2 separate regions of the Sus scrofa genome follow, and region 2 is linked to region 1. A link is a contact called in public HiChIP or PLAC-seq data. All regions are on one chromosome and are shown on one strand. Each heading gives the region's core, a stretch centred on a gene start, on an enhancer-like site or on the middle of the called end of the contact. The rest is flanking DNA. Distances are from core to core; before and after follow the strand shown.

Region 1 (3,761 bases), core at 355-2,854:
CGTTGTGGCGCAGTGGTTAACGAATCCGACTAGGAACCATGAGGTTGCGGGTTCGGTCCCTGCCCTTGCTCCGTGGGTTAACGATCCGGCATTGCCGTGAGCTGTGGTGTAGGTTGCAGATGCAGCTCAGATCCCGCATTGCTGTGGCTCCGGCGTAGGCCAGTGGCTACAGCTCCGATTTGACCCCTAGCCTGGGAACCTCCATATGCTGTAGGAGTGGCCCAAGAAATAGCAAAAAGACCAAAAACAACAACAAAAAAAAGATATAAATGAACTAACTCATTTATGAAACAGAAATAGACTCACAGACATAGAAAACAAATTTATGGTTACCAAAGGGGAAAGGCGGGGGCGGGGGGAGGGTGTAAATTAGGAGTTTGGGATTAACAGAAACACACCACTATATAGAAAGTAGATAACCGACAGGGATCTACTACACTGCACGGGAAACTATACTCAGGATCTTGCAATAACCTCTAATGGAAAAGAATCTGAAAAAAAATATATTTATTTATAACTGGATCACGTTGCTGTACACCCGAACTAAAACAACCCTGTAAACCAACGGTACTTCAGTGTAAAGCAAAAGAATCACAGTAGCTTAAAAAAAAAAAAAAAAAAGCAACAAAATAAAAAACTCGGTCTCCTCATAGTCACACAGCCCAGGTGTGATGGTCTTTGCGGCCCTTGGTGCAAAGGCTGGCAAAATATGCTCTAAAAGTACACAGGGAGAGAAATCTCGGGCTCGGGAAAGGCCCGCTTTACTTCCAAGCAGAGGTGCCCCTCTGTGCCCAGCCGGCACTGAGTGTGTTTGCCTCACTCAAACTCGCCCTCAGATCTCCTCACACGCACACGTCCTTTTTTCACCCACACTCTGACTTTTCTGCCACCGCCCGTTTCCAGGGCTGCGGGAAAGAGGCTGCGCTTAACACGGCTCCCAATTCTCAGAGGCCCCCTCAAAGCTTTTAAAGCGAGCAGAACATGCAGAATTTCAAATGAAGAACCAACAGCAGAAAGATCATTTACAGTAACTATACAAACAAGCTAAATGAAAGACTTGTGTTCAGTCATTAAAAATAATAATGCCGAAGCCCCGAGGGCTGCAATGTAAAGCTTCTGCTACTTCGTGTGAGGAAACAGAGAGGGAGGGTGTTGATCACGCCGGGTAAGATAACCTGCTCATTTATTTAGCAGGCGATTTGAAGAGGACGGTCCCGCGCAGGCGCAGCTGCGCAATCTCACGTTATCAGACGAGAAAAAGCCACTGCAAATAAAATGCCTGTTGAAGCCAAGGGCTTTTGCCAGACGGGAGTCCCTCGGAAAGACCAGCACGGAAGGGCGGGGAGGCCCGGCCCCTGATAACTTCCGCCCCTCTCCTCCCTGGGGTCTCCAGAACCAAGCCCTGTAACTCCAGTTATAGAGTTCTCATCTCCCACTTTGCAGATGATGCCTAATATCATGACAACAGAGCAGAGGCAAGGTCTCCGGACCTGCCTACCTACCACAAGTTTCTGTAAAATAATGAATACAGACAGCTTAGGGCCCATCCACCTGTGCGGCTTGCCGCTTCCTGCCTGCAGAGGGAAACCACCAGGGATTGGCAGAAGGTACTTGTCTGACAGGGCCAGGACAGCCTTCCTCCTCCGTGACAGCCTGGGCCTCCCCTCTTAAACTTGACCCACCGTAATTCCTTCACAATGCGGCAGCCAGGCAGCTGACAGTAGCAGCTGCAGCTCCTAAGCGAGATGGATGGAATTTTCATAACTAGTTCCCCAAGTTACATTTTACCTTCAAGATAATTTATGAGCTGCTCCGGAGCCTTGAAGAGACAATATGCTTGCCATAAAATTAACTGTAACAGTCTTGTAGGTTATAATTAACACTGGGAGGGTAGCACCAACTGGATGAAACACATGGCATAATTGATGGTGAAACTGGAAAGGGGGAGAGCTAACAGTATCATTACAGTGCACGCCGCCTTAGCAAAAACCCTCTGCTTTCCAGGGGTTAATTACAATTGCTTTCCAGGGCCCCTGTTCTGGTAGGGAAGAGGCCAGAGCTGCCCAGGGCGGGGTGGGGATTTTGCTGGCAAGGCCACGGGGCACCTGGACCGATGCAGAGGCTGGGAAGAGAGGCAGGACCAACCAAGAGGAGGAGGCTGGGCATCTGGCAGGGTGCTCCCCGGGGTTCAGAACCAAGCCTGCCTCCCAGACAGGACTTCATTTTCTCAGTAAACCTCATCTCTTTCTGGTGAAGAAAAACATCTGGATGAAAAGAAGGGAATCAGAACTTCCAAAACGCCCTCCCAAGGTTAGGCTATCCACTCGGAATACGACAGAATGGCAGCCTTCCAACTTAATGCGGGCCTCTCTTCGTAAAAAATCAAGAGGATCCATTTAACCTCAGGTTTAGGAAACCATAAAGTCGCACCCTGTCCAGAAGAGAGGATGGGGAGGAAGCTAATCAGAAAAGCCACGTCAATCATTGTCCTCTTGGAAAGAAACACTCAACCCTTCCTTTCCTGCATGGATACTGAACAGCCTGATCAATACCTGCCACACACACACCCCACCCCACCCCCCGCCGCACCCAAACACTAAATATTCTAAACATACTGGAATCACTTAAATGATTTCAATAAGCGATGTTAAGGTGATTGACCTATTTTTGTTGTTTGGTTTGTTTGTTTTGGTTTTTTGTCCTGGGACAAGAGACTGAAAATCATGCTGATAAATGATGCAACAGTGTCCCCTACAGGCCAACAGAGCTACTCATCACTCCCCCCCCAACCCCCAACTTCCCTAACTGAAAGCCGGAGTTAAACTTTTATCTATAACCTGGAATATACAGTACAGAGGAAATTTGTAAAATCCACTGGGGACACCCCTGAGATAAAATAAAATTACTGCTCTTCATGTGCGGTAAAATGTTTCCTAGATATAAACATACTGTACAGTGGTGATTAACCCATTATAGAGAAGATAAATGCTACCTGCTTCCCCTAAGGGAACCTACTCCAATCAGCCTTGACTAACCCGGCTCTGAAATTACTCCACTTTAGAGGATTTACAGATTCTTGGAGGCTAAACTTTGATGTTCTCATCCGTGCCCCTACGCCTCCACTTTCTGAAAGATTGTAACCAGTATAAAGGAGATGACATAGCTATAAAGGTAATCACTTCCCTTTAAACGATTTATGGTTGGAGACTTATAAAGTATGAGCTGGAAACTACTTCCTTAGAGAGAGACCGAGGCACCTACACTTAAAAAGCCTGAAACCCGTTTAGGTACCAGAGGAAGTAAACATTTACAGATACACGCCCGCCTATCTCCACACCAGGAAGGATCCTGGAAGGCCTCTAACCCTTACTTCGTGAGACGCAGGTCAGGCACCACGAGAACACGTGAGTGGTGGACCACGAGGGAAAGCCTGGTTACTGCTCTGGCTGCGGCCGCACAGCAGAGGTCTGAGCTGGGCTGTCTTGGCTCAAATTCCGTCTGGACTGCTTATTAGCTCTGCTACCTTGGGCAGTGACTCTGCATCTCTGCCTCCCTTTTCTCACCTCTGAAAGCATTTCAAACTCTTTCTGGCACTTAGTGAGTTCTCAATGTTAGCCGCTAATACTGCTAAACTGAGCGCCACTACAGATTTCAAGGACAGAGGAGGTGGAAAGGTGAAGCCATTGGGAATGACACCTACCCTCCCCTGGATCTAATTCAGAGGGTCCTGCCTTGTCAGAGCTGGAAGACGCCTTCCAGGC
Region 2 (3,808 bases), core at 412-2,911, 160 kb after region 1:
GTGCCTCCTTTGCTGTTCTCGGCTCTAGGGGTACATTGGTGAATGTAACAGCTAAGCTTCCTTCCTTCATAAGGCTTATATTCTAGGTAGAAGAAACAAATGGCCCAATAGATAAATCAGAAAATAAAAAAATCATTTTAATAACACTAATCGCATGAAAATAATATCTGGAGTTTCTCTTGTGGCTCAGCAGGTTAAGAACCCGACATGATATCCATCGAGGATGTGGGTTCAATCCTGGCCTCGCTCATTGGGCCAGGGATGGGGTGTGGCTGTGGCTGTGGCGTAGGCCTGGAGCTACGGCTCCAATTCAGTCCCTAGCCCGGGAACTTCAATATGCCACAGGTATGGCCACAAAAAGGAAAATAAAAAGATAAAACAAAATAAGGTAAAGTAACATAAGATAAAATATAGCTAATGGCTCAGAAGCATATACAATATGCCAGAAACTATTATGATTATCTCATACTATTGACTTAATTCTCATAATGAAGGAAACTAAGGTCATTATAACCATTTTATAGAGCAGAAAACTAAAGACCCAAAAGGTTAAGTAATGTGCTCAAAGTCACACAGCCAGTAAGTGGCAGGGCCAACCAAGATTGAAACCCAGACAATCTGACAGCAGAACCTCACCCTACAACTGCACCAAGTAAATTAACAAAAACAAAATGAATGATACAAGAGTTCCCTTTTCAGTGCAGCGGAAACAAATCCGATCAGTATCCATGAGGATGCAGGTTCGATCCCTGGCCTCACTCAGTGGGTTGGGGATCCGGCACTGCTGTGAGCTGTGGGTTGGAGACCCAGGTCAGATCCTGTGTGGCTGTGGCTATGGCGTAGGCCAGCAACTGTAGCTCCAATTCGACCCCTAGTCTGGGAATTTCCATATGTTGTGGGTGAGGCCCTAAAAAGCAAAAAAAAAAAAAAAAAAAAAAAAAAAAAAAGAATGACACAACAGAGGGAGATTGCTATAGCTTGGTTGGTCGGGGAAGCTACACTGAGCAGGTGTCATTTTAGGCAGGACTAAAATTACAAGAAAAAGCCATTCCCAGGGTAAAGATCTAAAGAGAGTGTTCCAAGCAGGAAGAATAGCTGGTACAAAGGCCCTGAGGAAGAATCAGGCTGGTGGCTTCCAGGGACAGAAAGAAGGCCAGCTGGTCTGAGCACAGTGGACAAGTTTAGGGAAGTACATTAGATGAGTTTCCAGATACAGGCAGAAGCCAGATCCTTCAGGGCCTGCTGGCCAGAGCACAATAATTTTTTTTTTTCTTTTCCTTTTTCTTTTTACAGCCACACCTGCAGCATATGGAAGTTCCCAGGCTAGGGGTCGAATTGGAGCCACAAGCTGAGGCCTACACCACAGCCACAGTAACACCAGATCTGAGCTGCCTCGGTGACCTACCCCACAGCTTGTGGCAACGCCAGATCTTCAACCCACTGAGCAAGAGCAGGGCTCGAACCTGCATCTTCATAGGCACTAAGCTGGGTCCTTAACCCACTGAGCCTCAATGGGAACTCCAGGGCACAAGGATTTTACTCTGTGTGTGCGATGCAGAGTCGCTGAAAGACTTTAAGTGGAGAGGTGATTCAATCTGCTTTCTATTTTTAAAGTCTGAGTCCAACTGACGTGTGGAGAATGGATTATGAGGAGGAGGGGGCTGTGCAAAGCTGATGCAGGGAGACCAGTGTGGGGGCGCAGAAGTCCAGGCAAGAGAGAGACGATGCCTTGGCGCATGGTGGTCGTAACAGAGGTGGGGAAAAGTGCAAAGGTCAGGAGGTGTTAGAGAGGAGACACGAGGATTGGACGAGGATGGCCAAACACCTGGTGGCATATCCGGCACGCAGCAGGCACGTGCAAATGTTCCCTGCCATCCCCGTCCAGCAGTACTGAATAAGAGGCTTGGGATAAAACTATAAATCATAGCCCACATGACTAAGCCTCTCTGACGCCCCCCGCCCCAGTTCCTCCAAAGAAGCCCAGTGCTTCAGAGAGACACTGGGAAGGCACCAGGTTCAAAACACAATGGAGAATTGATCTATTAAAGGAGCTGGACTGTTAAATTAAACCCGTTTCTGTGTGCCAAGCCGGAACACAAAGGGACCAGTCTTCTTCAACAATAAAGACCAGTTAAGAGGAGACTCCGGTTACACAATCTCCTCCTCTTCACCGTGAGGCACTTAGATGGAATTTTTTTTTTTTAATAGAAAAGACAAACTCTTGGGTAAATGTAATAATTGTTTCAATAATGTGCCCCAACCACCCAAGACGTTTAAAACAAGAAAGAAAGGCGGGGGGGGGGGGGGGCAGAAACTAGAAAATTGGGATTCTTCTATTACAGGATCGGTTCATTGCGGTCTCAAGTGCAGGTTCGATGGGACCATGGGACGATGCTGTTGGGGAGATCTGATGGCCTGATAGCGACTCAAGACGCAGAAGGAAGATTATCTGCCAAGTATTGAAAAAAGAAAGAAGCAAACAAGCTACCAAAATAAAACAATCAGAAGCTCCTAAGTTCATCAATGAAACCAACTGAAATAATTTTTCACAGGTTTCTTCTTAGGGCCACACCTGAGGCACAAAGAAGTTCCCAGGCCAGGGGTCAAATCGGAGCTACAACTGCCGGCCACAGCAACAGCCACAGCAATGCCAGGTCCAAGTCATGCCTGTGACCTGCACTACAGCTCACAGCAATGCCGGATCCTTAATCCACTGAACAGGGCCAGGGATCAAACCTGTGTCCTCTTAGACACTAGTTGGGTTCATAATCCACTGAGCCACAACAAGAACCCACCAAATAGGTTCTTTTTAGAGAAGGCTTTCCTCAAAAATGTCCCAAACAAACGGTCCTATGGTGACCTCAATCCTCTCAAAAACAGCACTTATCATACATTTTTTTCTAACAACAAAAAAAGCCAATTGATCTGTTACACACTAATAATCACCCAAAGCTGACAGAGAATCTCCTTGTGCTTCTTAAACTCAATATAACTGCAACAACACAACCAAAAGAAAAGATAAAAAAATAACTCAAGCCCCAGGAATCAGACCCTCGGTTGAGACAAGCCCAGAATAGGAGAGAAATGTCCTTCTCTCCACGGCCTCACTCAGGCAGTTCCAGCGTGAAGAGGAAATTACCCGTGAAGCTAAAACCAATGAAACTCTTATTCCAGTCTTTGGATTTTTAACCATTCAGGTCTTCCTCATTGTTCTAGTGCTGTGGTTTCACCAAGGATCTTCAAGATCAGTAATACTATTTTCATAATAATGCTATCATTTGCTTTTTTCACTCTGTTGACATTTGCACTGATGGCTTAAAAGAATGGCAGGTGAAACCGCAGGTACCTTGGCCCAAATCAAGTCAGTAGCACCAAAGTGCACTAGGAGTCACCATACATGCAGTCCAGTAAAAAAGAGAAAAAAGACAAAAGTTAATCTCATTTGAGAACGTCCCTGATACGGTTCCCATTGTGGCTCAGCGGTAGCGAACCTGACCAGTATCCTTGAGGATGCAGGTTCAATCCCTGTCCTCGCTCAGTGGGTTAAGGATCTGGCATTGCCATGAGTTGTGGTGTAGGTCACAGACACGGGTGGGATCCTGCATTGCTGTGGCTGTGGTATAGGCCGGCAGCTGCAGCTCCTATTGGACCCCTAGCCTGGGAAATTTTATATGCTGCAGGTGCAGCCCTGAAAAGCAGGAAAAAAAGAATGCCCCTGATAAAGCAGTAAAAAATATTAATGCTATTAAATCGCAAACATTTCTGTGAGAAAATGGGCAGTATACTTAAAGCCCTTCAAAGTAAAATG

What was found. HiChIP or PLAC-seq counts read pairs in DNA pulled down with a chosen protein or histone mark.
Region 2: a contact with region 1 is called in an H3K27ac HiChIP or PLAC-seq map of skeletal muscle, with 5 times the contacts expected there. The contact joins two enhancer-like sites. A contact is called at or near these places in 5 of 47 Hi-C or Micro-C datasets (embryonic fibroblasts, epiblast stem cells, fetal heart ventricle and 1 more) and 1 of 2 datasets of contacts at active chromatin or transcription factors (skeletal muscle).

The regions. Positions count from the first base shown.
Region 1 is chr6:31,329,812-31,333,572 of Sscrofa11.1, forward strand. The region is part of intron 8 of FTO (fat mass and obesity associated); the gene reads right to left. Among named protein-coding and RNA genes, the nearest start is that of FTO, 230 kb to the right of the region's middle. Within about 2 kb of position 1,605, at least 4 of the 83 cell types and tissues checked have an H3K27ac peak or open chromatin away from gene starts, as enhancers often do. A contact at or near this core is called in skeletal muscle, where this site is marked.
Region 2 is chr6:31,488,805-31,492,612 of Sscrofa11.1, forward strand. All of the region lies in intron 1 of FTO (fat mass and obesity associated), which reads right to left. Among named protein-coding and RNA genes, the nearest start is that of FTO, 74 kb to the right of the region's middle. Within about 2 kb of position 1,662, at least 9 of the 83 cell types and tissues checked have an H3K27ac peak or open chromatin away from gene starts, as enhancers often do. A contact at or near this core is called in skeletal muscle, where this site is marked.